Linked DNA regions of Sus scrofa: region 1 is linked to region 2. Evidence: chromatin contacts called from public Hi-C data. All regions are on one chromosome and are shown on one strand. The core of a region is the stretch at or near the end of the contact, and the rest is flanking DNA. Distances in the headings are between cores, read along the strand shown. Region 1 holds the start of ADAM17 (ADAM metallopeptidase domain 17). Region 2 holds the start of YWHAQ (14-3-3 protein theta).

The links. Hi-C and Micro-C count contacts between places; a contact is called where the count stands out from the background.
Region 1: a contact with region 2 is called in a Hi-C map of liver, with 7 times the contacts expected there. The contact joins the promoter of ADAM17 here to the promoter of YWHAQ in region 2. A contact is called at or near these places in 7 of 47 Hi-C or Micro-C datasets (alveolar macrophages, blood, heart right ventricle and 2 more) and 2 of 2 datasets of contacts at active chromatin or transcription factors (alveolar macrophages and skeletal muscle).

Annotation. Positions count from the first base shown.
Region 1 is chr3:126,792,549-126,798,301 of Sscrofa11.1, forward strand. ADAM17 (ADAM metallopeptidase domain 17) reads left to right here and starts at 3,082. Exons shown (of 19, transcript NM_001099926.1): 1 at 3,082-3,210. The coding sequence starts at 3,114.
Region 2 is chr3:126,737,538-126,742,875 of Sscrofa11.1, forward strand. It overlaps YWHAQ (14-3-3 protein theta), which reads left to right and starts at 1,258. Exons shown (of 6, transcript XM_021087862.1): 1 at 1,258-1,412; 2 at 1,808-2,165. The coding sequence starts at 1,872.

The DNA.
Region 1 (5,753 bases), core at 1,832-4,331, 57 kb after region 2:
TTCCCAGGCTAGGGGTCAAATAGGAGCTACAGCTGCCAGCCTACACCACAGCCACAGCCACAGCCACACGGATTGTTAGCCCACTGAGTGAGGCCAGGGATTGAACCCACAACCTCATGGTTCCTAGTCGGATTCAATTCTGCTGCACCACAAAGGGAACTCCGGCTCCTACTTTTAGCTGCTGTGGCTCTGGTGTAGACCGGTGGCTACAGCTCCGATTGGACCCCTAGCCTGGGAACCTCCATGTGCTGTGGGTGCGGCCCTAGGGGGAAAAAAAAAAAATATATATATATATATATATATATATATAAACATAAAAGAACCACTTCTGTGTTAAGGAGAGGACACCAGGATCCAGTCAATTTGTTCATGCACTTTTCAAATGGGCCATGGTGCCTGTGTAACAAATTACCTCCAAGTTAGGAGCTTGAAACAAATATTATTTCCCAGTTTTTGAGGGTCAAAAATCAGGGAATGGCCTGTGTGGGAGGTTCTGGCTCAGGGTCTCTCATGGGGCTGCAGTCAAGCTGCTGGCTTGGGGTCTGCAGTCATCAGGGCTGCCTAGAGCTGGGAGTCCCGTCCAAGCCCACACATGCAGTCTTTGGCAGGTCTCGGTTGTGGGCTGGTGAACTCTATTCTTATGCACCTCTCCGCAGGCTTCTTGGATTCTTTCTTTTCTTTTTTTTTTGCTTTTTAGGGATGCCCTTGCAGCAAATGGAGGGTCCCAGTTTAGGGGTCGAATCAGAGCTGTAGCCGTTGGCCTACACCACAGCCAGAGCAATGCTGGACCCTTAATCCACTGAGAGACCAGGAATTGAACCTGCGTCCTCCTGGATCCTGGTCAGATTCGTTTCCACTGAGCCACGATGGGAACTCCTCCCAGCCTTTTTGAATGTTCTCATGATATGATAACTGGCTTCGAATGAGCGACCCAAGAGAGCAAGCAAGTAAGAGAACGCCTGGGATGGAGGACAGTCTCCTATACCCTAACCTTGGACGTGAAATACCATTACCTCTGCTGTGTGCTCTTGGCTCCACAGACCAGCGTCGGTCCAGCGTGGCAGGGGACCATGGGGCCGTGAGTATCAGGAAGCAGGGACCATTGGGGCCATCAGGGAGGTTGGCTATCACAGTGGCTACCAAATCTGTCAGGTACTTATATTCCATAGGGTAAATTTAAACCTAACAGTTTTAATTTTATAGATTTATTTATTTATTTTTTTGGGCTGCACCTGTGGCATATGGAAGTTCCCAGGCTAGGGGTCAAACGGAGCTGCAGCTGCCGGCCTACGCCACAGCCACAGCAATGCTGGATCCTTAACCCACTGAGTGAGGCCAGGGGAACCTGTCTCCTCAAGGATACTAGTAGGGCTCATTACTGCTGAGCCACAATGAGAACTCCACAACCATCACATTTTTATGTGGTACATTAAAAAAAAAATTTGCAGAGATGAATCTTTGCTTTTTGATTAGGAATGCCATTAATGAATGTTTAATGAAGGCATTTTATACTTCAGATGAATAGACCAGATTCAGGTAAGCCGAAAATGCACAAAACCAGTTAATTACGGATAATAACGGCTGGGAAAGATGTTGCGATTTTACCAAGGCATACCACAGTGAACCTAAGTTTAAACCACAGTTTGAGTATTTTATCAGGAGTAGTCTTGAAACTTTACCAGGCAGGACCAATAATTTACTCCTAACAATTTACCATTTCATAATCGGGGGAAGGCTGTCCCCATTCACTCCCAAGTGGAAAATGTGTTATGTTCTACTTGTATCAACTTTAGTTGAACCAGAATAGCAACTCCCTTTCAACGTTATTAGAATGTTTTACTCAGTACATTCCACCACACCAGAGCTAAAATTACGCAAAGGATTGCAAAGCGGAAAGGAATCTGACTAGCACCCATGAGGTTGCGGTTCGATCCCTGGCCTCGCTCAGTGGGTTAAGGATCCGGCGTTGCGCCGAGCTGTGGTGCAGGTCAGAGGCGCCTGGGATCCTGCGTGGCTGTGGCTGTGGTCAGGCGGCTGTGGTTCAGATTTGACCTATAGCCTGGGACCCTCCATATGCCGCTAGTGCGGCCCTAAAAAGCAAAAAAACCAACCAACCCTCCCGCCCAAACTTCCTTGGCAAATTTCCAATCAAAGCTGAAGTGCCCAAACACAGTACTGAATTTCAAGAAGTTGGCTGGACGATTCAAGACCCTGTACGGGTAGATGAGGAGTTAGGCCTAAGATATAGTTTCTGAAATACTTGCAGACTCTACGTACAGCAGGGCCACGGGAAAATGTGCATTAAGGAAGCGCTTGTTTATTTCCCTCTTGCAAAGCCTTTTTCGTTACAACGACAGAGGGAGGCTTAATGTGCCCAGGGGGTCCGACGCCCAAACCAAGTTGCACCCCATTTGCATCTGGGCTGCTGGGCTGGCAGAAGCAGCGCGCGGACGCGAGGCCTCGGGCTCCCAGGAGCCCGTCTTTCGTCGCGGACACTTCGTCGTTGGGTCGTAACCAGGAGCACGCCCCGCCGGGCTCCCCCTCGTCCGCTCCGGGCTCCAGGCGGTTTCAACAGCCCGTTTAGCAAAAAGGGTAACAGGGATCCTAACCAGATGTGGGTGGGACCGAGACGACGGAGGCGGCTGGACGCACCTCTGAGGGCCTACTCGCGAGCTCCCGCCTCCCTCGCGGCGGTCACCCGGGGACAGAGGCGAGGCTCCACGGGGTCGAGTCAGGACGCCGCGGGCAGCTCACGGAGCCCTCGCGGGGCTGAAGGGGGCGGGCAGAGGGGCGGTGAGATGGCAGCGCGCCTGCGCGGGGCGGGGCGAGCGAGGCCCTCCCAGCATGCCGCGCGGCGCCCGGCTTCCGGCGGTGGGCGGGGCGGGCGTTGGCGGCGGGCGGAAGCGGGCTGAGCCAGGCCCTGCTCCGCTGCCTGCGCTTCCGGGGGGCCTAGAGTCAGGCTCCAGAGTCTTCCGGTAGGCGGCGCGGGAGGAGTGAGAGGCTTGAGGGGACAGGCCAGGCGGATCCCGTTGTCCCCCAATGTGAGCAGCGTCCTGAGCCCCAGTCAGGCGAAGGCTGCTCGGAGAGGTGGAGCCGGTTGCCGGGCCGGGAACATGAGGCAGTGTGCGCTCTTCCTGACCAGCTTGGTTCCTATCGTGCTGGCGCCGCGACCGCCGGACGAGCCGGGCTTCGGCTCCCCTCAGCGACTCGGTAAAGACCCTGGGAGTTGGCTTGGGCCGGCACCGGGTGCTTGGGGAGCGCAGCTTTCGGGAAAGAGCAGGGAAGCGGGATCTGTCAGGTGTTTGGGGGCGGGGTGTGGACGGCTGTGCGCGTCCCGAGGTTTTCAGCGTGGGAAGGGGGTGTGGCTCTCGGACTTCGGGGAAAGAAGGGAGATGGGCTCGTCTCCCTGAACGGGGGAGGGATCCTGGAGGGGGCCTCCGAGGGGGACTCGGGGCCTGGGAGGGGTCTGTCCCCTGAGTCTGTGTTTGGGAAGAGGTGAGGCGGGAGTGATGGTGGCTCGCGTTTGGAGAGGAGGATGCGGTCCAGATCCCTGCCCTCCTGAGGAACAAACCTATATTGTGTTCCTACCAAAGGCGGGATTCTGGAGGAGGAGAGGAAGCTCCGCAGCTCTTCCTGGCTCTAAAAGGAGCGAACTCGATTTTCTGCTGTAGGGGGTACTTAGTAATCTGGTTGGAAGGCAGTGACTGGAGCGCTCAAGAGTTTCGTTTTGCGAACACCATAAGCGTGTATTTAGTTATTTAAATTGGAGCTTATTGGAGGTGCTGGGGTGGGGGCGCTTAAATTTACCGGGCCAACTGGTAATGCTGCTGCTGTGAATGCCTGCCTTGCCATTTTAAACAGATTATCAGGAATCACCAATTTGATTGAGCCTAGAAAGTAGGTGATTTAGATTTTCTAAAGAGCTTGGATTAAGGATGGACTAACATTAAGAGATGTGTAAATTGCTGGCAGTTAATTTGTGTCAAGGTGTAGTGACTGGGTTCTTTATCAGTTAAAAAAAAGTTGGCATGTGAGAGAGTTTAATTAACTGGTAATAAAGTATGAACCAGTATATTTTCCCAGTGTGAGAAGTTAGAGCCTCAGTGATTTTTCATGGTGGTTTTGGTCCCCAAACCCTACCGTGATTGCATGTATAGTATCGGGCAGATGGAGACTTTGTGTGGATTTTCTTTATGGCTAATAAAACTTGCATTATTTTACCCGGAACTTCCTTATAATTGACTGAGGGTGTTAATGATGGCTACGCTCTCACCTGAACAACTGCTTTGTCAGTCACCTTAAATTGAAATGGATTACAGGTGATTAGTCTAATGACAGGCTGGGGAGAACCTGGTAGGAAGTGCTGAGATGTGATACGTTAATACAAATTGAAAAAAATGGGGAGTTAGGGATGGTCATGATGGAGGAATAGGGTAAGAGCCATGTGATAAGGATAAATGTTAATAAAATGAACAAACATGGAGTTACTGTCGTGGCCCAGCAGAAGCAAATCTTTTTTTTTTTTTTTTTTTGGTCTTTTTGCTATTTCTTGGGCTGCTCCCGCAGCACATGGTGGTTCCCAGACTAGGGGTCGAATCGGAGCTGTAGCCACCGGCCTATGCCAGAGCCACAGCAACTCGGGATCCGAGCCACGTCTGCAACCTACACCACAGCTCACGGCAACGCCAGATCATTAACCCACTGAGCAAGGGCATGGATTGAACCCGCAACCTCATGGTTCCTAGTCGGATTCGTCAACCACTGCGCCACGACGGGAACTCCACAAGCAAATCTTGACAAGGATCCATGAGGTTGCAGGTTTGATCCCTGGCCTCGCTCAGTGGGTTAAGGATCCGGCATTGCTGTGAGCTGTGGTGTAGGTTGAAATTGAGGCTCGGATCCCACATTGCCGTGGCTGTGGCGTAGGCTGGCAGCTACAGCTCCAGTTCAATCCCTGGCCTGGGAACCATATGCCACTAGTGCAGCCCTAAAAAGCAATAAATAAATAAATAAGCTAACATGTATTTCGAGGTATTAAAGTTATATTTTTACCACTCTAACACAGCTGTTTCACTTTTATTCTCATGTTCAGTAGTGGAGAAATAAGTAGCATGAATCCTAGGAATCGCAAAGAAAACCTCACTTTTAGATTAATTCTCAGCAGCATTCACAGATCGTAAGGGATTTTTCTATTTTTATCATGTGTTTTTATTTGCAAAGTGCGGACCACTGGTGCCAGAAAAATGCGTGGTCTAGATGTTTGAAGAACACGTACTGTATGCAAGTGTTATTGGAAATATGAAGATCAGACAACTGCAGCGCAGGTTTGATTTCTGGCCCAGGAACTTCCACATGCTTTGGGTGCAGACACACACACACACACACACACCCACACACACACCCACACCTTTTGGCATGGCAGGATAGAGATATATGAACAGGCAATTCTAGAACAATATGAAGGTGAGTGATAGAACACATTGTGGGAGTTATCACGTTATCATCAAGCAGGGTTGACCTAACTGGGGAAGGAGGTGATGAGCCCAGACTCGAAATAAGGACACTCTCGATAGAGGCACTTAGCAACTGTTAGAATTGAAATGAACCGTGGAGATTGTGTCTCTCTCTTTTTTTTTTTTTGTCTTTTTTTTTGCTATTTCTTGGGCCGCTCCTGCGGCATATGGAGGTTCCCAGGCTAGGGGTCCAATCGGAGCTGTAGCCACCGGCCTACGCCAGAGCCACAGCAACGCAGG
Region 2 (5,338 bases), core at 8-2,507:
CCTTCTCCGGCCATCTGTTGGCCCTCAGATCTTCCATTCTAGAGTCTTCAAGTCTGTTCCAGGCTCTACTTGGAATCTGAAATTCTTTCTCAGCAGTGGCTTTCTTCACTTTCAATGATCCATTTTCCCTGTGTTGGGCTGGACCTGGAATCATGGTAGCCTGAGCCCAGACACTCAGGACAGCACCTTATTCAGGGAGTGCCAGGAGAGAAGGGAGTGGCTGGAGGGGAGTGCCCAGTTTGAAGCGAAAGGAAAGGGATAGCCATGACCCTGGATAAAAGGCATTTGGGCAGATCATTCTCATGCCAGAAGGGTGTTCACAAGGAGAAAGTCAGAAGTCAACATCTAGAGAGGGAAGTTGAGCTTTGCAAGCGTCCTTTCAAAATTAATACCAGAAAATAAAAAGCATGTACATGTAAGACCACAATGATGGGAAAAATATGAATTTAGACACATGACCTGGGAATGCTGAAAAGAAATATAAAAACAGTTGGGGGAAGAGTGTGTTTCTTCAGATTATCCTTAATCATGTCATTTCCCATTTTAAAGAAAATCGCAACATCTGGCATCGCCAGAGAGACCTGTCTGGACTTTTTTTTTGGTATTTTCCAAGGGAACTTCAGGGTTTAGGTACCCGTCTGAAAATGAATTTCTCGTGTAAGACCCTTGCTTAAGCCGCTTTCTCCAGAAACGAATTCCTCTTTAATGGGGATGGGATTATATCTAATTCGCAGTCCCCATCGCAACGTCATTAAAGGCTGGGTTCTGTGTACTGAGCTTCAAACGTTTGTCACGAATAGGAAGGTGGAGGAAAGAAAGGCATTTGTGCAACAAACAGCCGATGGTATCACCCTCCCAGGCCCGACCTCACCGGGGCTCAGGAGAGCCGCAGCTGCATTAATTAGCCCACAAGATGCAATGCCCCATCTGCAGCGGTGCTGCAGCAGGAGACCCGGCCACTGCAGGAGAGGTCGTGCGAACCGCCCGCTCCCGTGCCGCACCCACGAGGGCTGGGGGTGGCGGGGAGGATGAGGGGAGTTGGTAACAGCATCGCCATGGCAACAGTGACGTCCTTTTACCCTGGATCTAATTGGAGGAAACCCCGTGGCCGAAGCCGCAGCCTGCGAGCCAACCGAACTTGCCCAAGCCGACCCACCCTCCTAGCCTCCGCTTCCCCTCCCGCCCCGCCCCCTTCGCCCCCTTCCGCGCGCTCAGTGCTCATTGGCCAGAGGCGGAGCGGGAGGCGGGACCCTAGGGGACCTCTCGGCGCGCCATTGGGCGGCGGGAGCGAGGGCAGCCGCGCGGCGGCCCGCCTCTCGGCTCCGAGGTAGGCTGAGACGGGAGGGTCCTCGGCTAAAGCCAAAAGCCGATCAAAGTGGTGGGACTCGCGCCGCGGCCGCGGAGACGTGAAGGTGAGCGCCAGGGTCGCCCCCGGCCTTCCTCGGGCCTGGCCGGGCCTGAGAGCCGGGCGGGAGGCCAGCCCCGGGGGGAGCGGCCGCTGGCCTCGACGCCGCTCTCCTCAGGGGCGGCTCCGGCGGGAAGGTGCGGGCCAACGGCCGCTTCCATCTTGGGCCGGGCGGGCGCGGGAGCGGCCCTTCCTCCTCCTCCTCCTTCTCCCGCCCGGGGCCGCCTGGGCGGGCGCCCCCCGGGCCTCCCGGGCGCCCCGTGGGGAGCGTGGGCGGGGGAGGGAAATTCAACTGGGCCGCGCGTGCGGGGACAGACAAAAGGCGCCGCGGGCGGGCGGCCGGGCGGCGGGCGCATTGTCTGACGGCGCCGCCCCCGCCCTCCTGCCCCCGCCCTCCCGCAGGCCCGCCGCACGCCTGCTCGCTGTCCGGGTCGGTGCTCGCCCTCGCTGCCCTGTCCCCGGCCCCATGGAGAAGACGGAGCTGATCCAGAAGGCGAAGCTGGCCGAGCAGGCCGAGCGCTACGACGACATGGCCACCTGCATGAAGGCCGTGACGGAGCAGGGCGCCGAGCTGTCCAACGAGGAGCGCAACCTGCTCTCGGTGGCCTACAAGAACGTGGTCGGGGGCCGCAGGTCCGCCTGGAGGGTCATCTCGAGCATCGAGCAGAAGACCGACACCTCCGACAAGAAGTTGCAGCTGATTAAGGACTATCGGGAGAAAGTGGAGTCCGAGCTGCGGTCCATCTGCACCACGGTCCTGGTGAGTGTGCGACCCTCCGGGGGCGGGAGGCCGGGCGGCGGGAGCCGGGGAGCCGTGCGTCCCGGGGCGCCGGGGCCCCTTTGTGTAAGGCCCTCCCTTGAGAATTTCACGGGGACCGAGTCGGGCCGGGCCTTTCCCGATTGTCTGCCGACGTCGAGGGTTTGAGGAGGTTATAGCCTTGGCCTGCTCGCTGTGTTATTTCAGTTCTTGAGATCCAGAAGCTGCTTCTCCCCGCCCCAGTGGTAAGTAGGTTTTTCTTAGATGCTGGGTTGCTTCCCCACCATTGTAACTTTGAAACACGCGAGTGGGTTTGTACAAGACTGAGCATCGTGTTCAAGCTTACAGAGGAAACCTGGGAACCCTTTAAATGTAGTTAATCAATTCATAGGCGTCAGGCTTCCTTTGAAAGAAGGTGCCGGGCTCCTGTTCGATACGTGTGTGAGCAAGGCTTGGTTTTCTTTCCAAACCTAGTCGTGGAACTTTACGAAAATCTGAATGGGTGCTTCATTTTTCAAGCAAGAGTATCTGTTGAGCTTTTTCCTTGTTAAAAACGGGGAAAGGGGGGAATTTGGTAAAAGTGAAAAGAGCACCGCTAAATCGAATGTCCTGCCAAATTTCAGTACCTGACAGCGTTTCCTTGCTATGACATAGCTACGCTGAAACACGAATGTGTTGAAGTGAATTCGTATCTGGTGTGGAGGAGGCAAGGAGGACTTTGCAGGTTTTGAACTGTCCAGTCTTAGCGTGGGTGGCTGTTGGGTGGAGTAGGGTGCCTGCTGTGATTCACTCTTATTAGTGAGAGAGAACGTTTTTAGCTTTGTCATTGTATGGGTCTTTCGATCGGTAAGATAAGTTTTTAAAATCTCAATGCCAGCATTATCTTCTGGAGTGTTTTTAAGTGTTTTGATACTGCAAAGAGTCATTTCTACTAATAAAATAATGAAACATCTGATGCATTTGCCTCTTTTCTTATGGGCCACGTTTACAGGGGGCCTTGGCGATTTTTGATGTATTCGTTCCATGTAGTATTTTAGGTGGCCTTTGAAAGACAGTCATGCTAGATTGGCGATATTTCAAGATGGAATAGAGGGGGACATTCCTCTTGTCCCAATCTTCTCTTCCTTGCCCCATCGAATTGGTGGGGCAGGAGGTTTGTTTTTTGTTGTTTTTTTTTTTCCTTTCACCTATTTTTTCAACACCAATAGCAGATGATCTGAACAAAATCGTGGCTGGTGGAGAAAGCTGGTAAAGGGGCAAAGAAAGCAATGCAGAGAGTGTACAGAGTGGAGGAAACTTCTGTTGAGGTTATTGGCTTTATGTGGGTGAGATTTTAGGGTCATCTATGTCTTAGCTGCCATTCCCTGCCTGCTGTAAAGGAGGCACTCAGAGAAACTTTCTGCCCTGAATTGCTTATATTCAAAAAAATTTTGCTGTCTTGAAAGTGGTGGTGGGCTTCAGTGCGTATGGTAATGGCTCTTGAGAGCATCTTCTCTGTTGTCAAGGAAGATGCATCAGGATGCCTGTGTCAAGGACAAGCTTTTTTAGGTCCGTGTTACTTTGGGGCACTCCCACAGCATATTTCCATCTTTTTCTATTCTGTCTTTACTTTGCACTTTGTTACTTACCCTGCAGCAATCCAGGAGTACCACAGAATTTTTGCTATTCTCTAGCAAGGTAGCCGGGAATATTTGTTTTATTTTTGTGGCTCTTACAAATTTTCGTTTTTTTGATGGCATGAGTGGAGGAGAGTTTGCTTACTCGAAAAGCGACTTGAGAGACCAAGTATATTCAGGAGACTTTTCTCGGACATCATTTCAGCGGAAGAGAACCGCTGCAATTAGGACAGGTTTATATGAAATATTCATATGTGTACACACACACGCTCACTAAGTGAAATAAAAGACTAGATTAATTAGACACCAAAATATAAGTAAAATATTTTTATTGGTAAAATGGCTGAAGAAACTAAGTTATGACTTAATGGCCAAACCTACCAAAAATATCCTGAGAAAGCCTGTCTTTAAGTTGGCACCTCCATTTGAGAGGTTAGCACGGACAAGGCAGGCACTGTGCTAACACGGGGGGGAGCAAAGCTGAGAACCATAGATTTTGTCCTTCGATAATTTATAGTAAGAAGTGCATGTGAGGAATGTCCAAGTGTAAATAATGTGTAATTCCCATAAGCTGGTGATGCAGAAATGCTGTGGCGGTCGCAGGAGACAGAAACTTCAGGAAGGCTTCACACAGAGCAGCTTTGGAAAGGAGCCGCGAGGGAGGCGGTCGGGAGGGGTGGTGTCAGTATTCCAGGCGGGAGGACCTCAGGATGGGCCTGATTCTTGGAGGAAGGTTTCGGTGTGAAGAGCAGAATATGTGTAGATTCAGCTCTTGTTACAGGAAAGAAGCCTGTAGACGAAGATAGAAACTGTAGTTTTTAAGACAGTGTCGGAGGGAAGTTTTCCTCAGTTGATGGACAGTGGGAAAACAGGGAAGAGTTTTGAATGGTGTGCAGGTAACAGCATCTAGAATGTCTGGTTTGAGTGCCAGTTATTAGTTTGTAACCTGAACTAATTGTTAGTCTGTAATAGATGACGCGATAGGAGTTCCCGTCATGGCGCAGTGGTTAACGAATCTGACTAGGAACCATGAGGTTGTGGGTTCGATCCCTGGCCTTGCTCAGTGGGTGAAGGATCCAGCGGTGCCGTGAGCTATGGTGTAGGTCACAGATGCAGCACAGATCCTGTGTTGCTGTGGCTGTGGCGTAGGCCGGTGGCTACAGCTCCAATTGGACCCCTAGCCTGGGAACCTCCATATGCCATAGTAGCGGCCCTATAAAAGGCAAAAAAAGACAAAAAAAAAAAAAAAAATAGATGACGTGATAGACTAGTGAACGAGATTCTGGTACTTGGTAAATTAGTGATTCGGTAAAAGTGTATCAAAATATTGGGGAAGGAAGCATGAACTCTAAAGTTGCTGATCACGGGAGTTCCCGTTGTGGCTCTGCAGTACCAAACCTGGCTAGAATCCATGAGGACCTCACTGAGTAGGTTAAGGATCCGGCCTTGCCGTGAGCTGCGGTGTAGGTCGCACATGCGGCTCAGATCTGGCGTGGCTGTGGTGTAGGCCAGGAGCTGCAGCTTTGATTCAGCTGCAAGCCTGGAAACTTCCACGTGCCA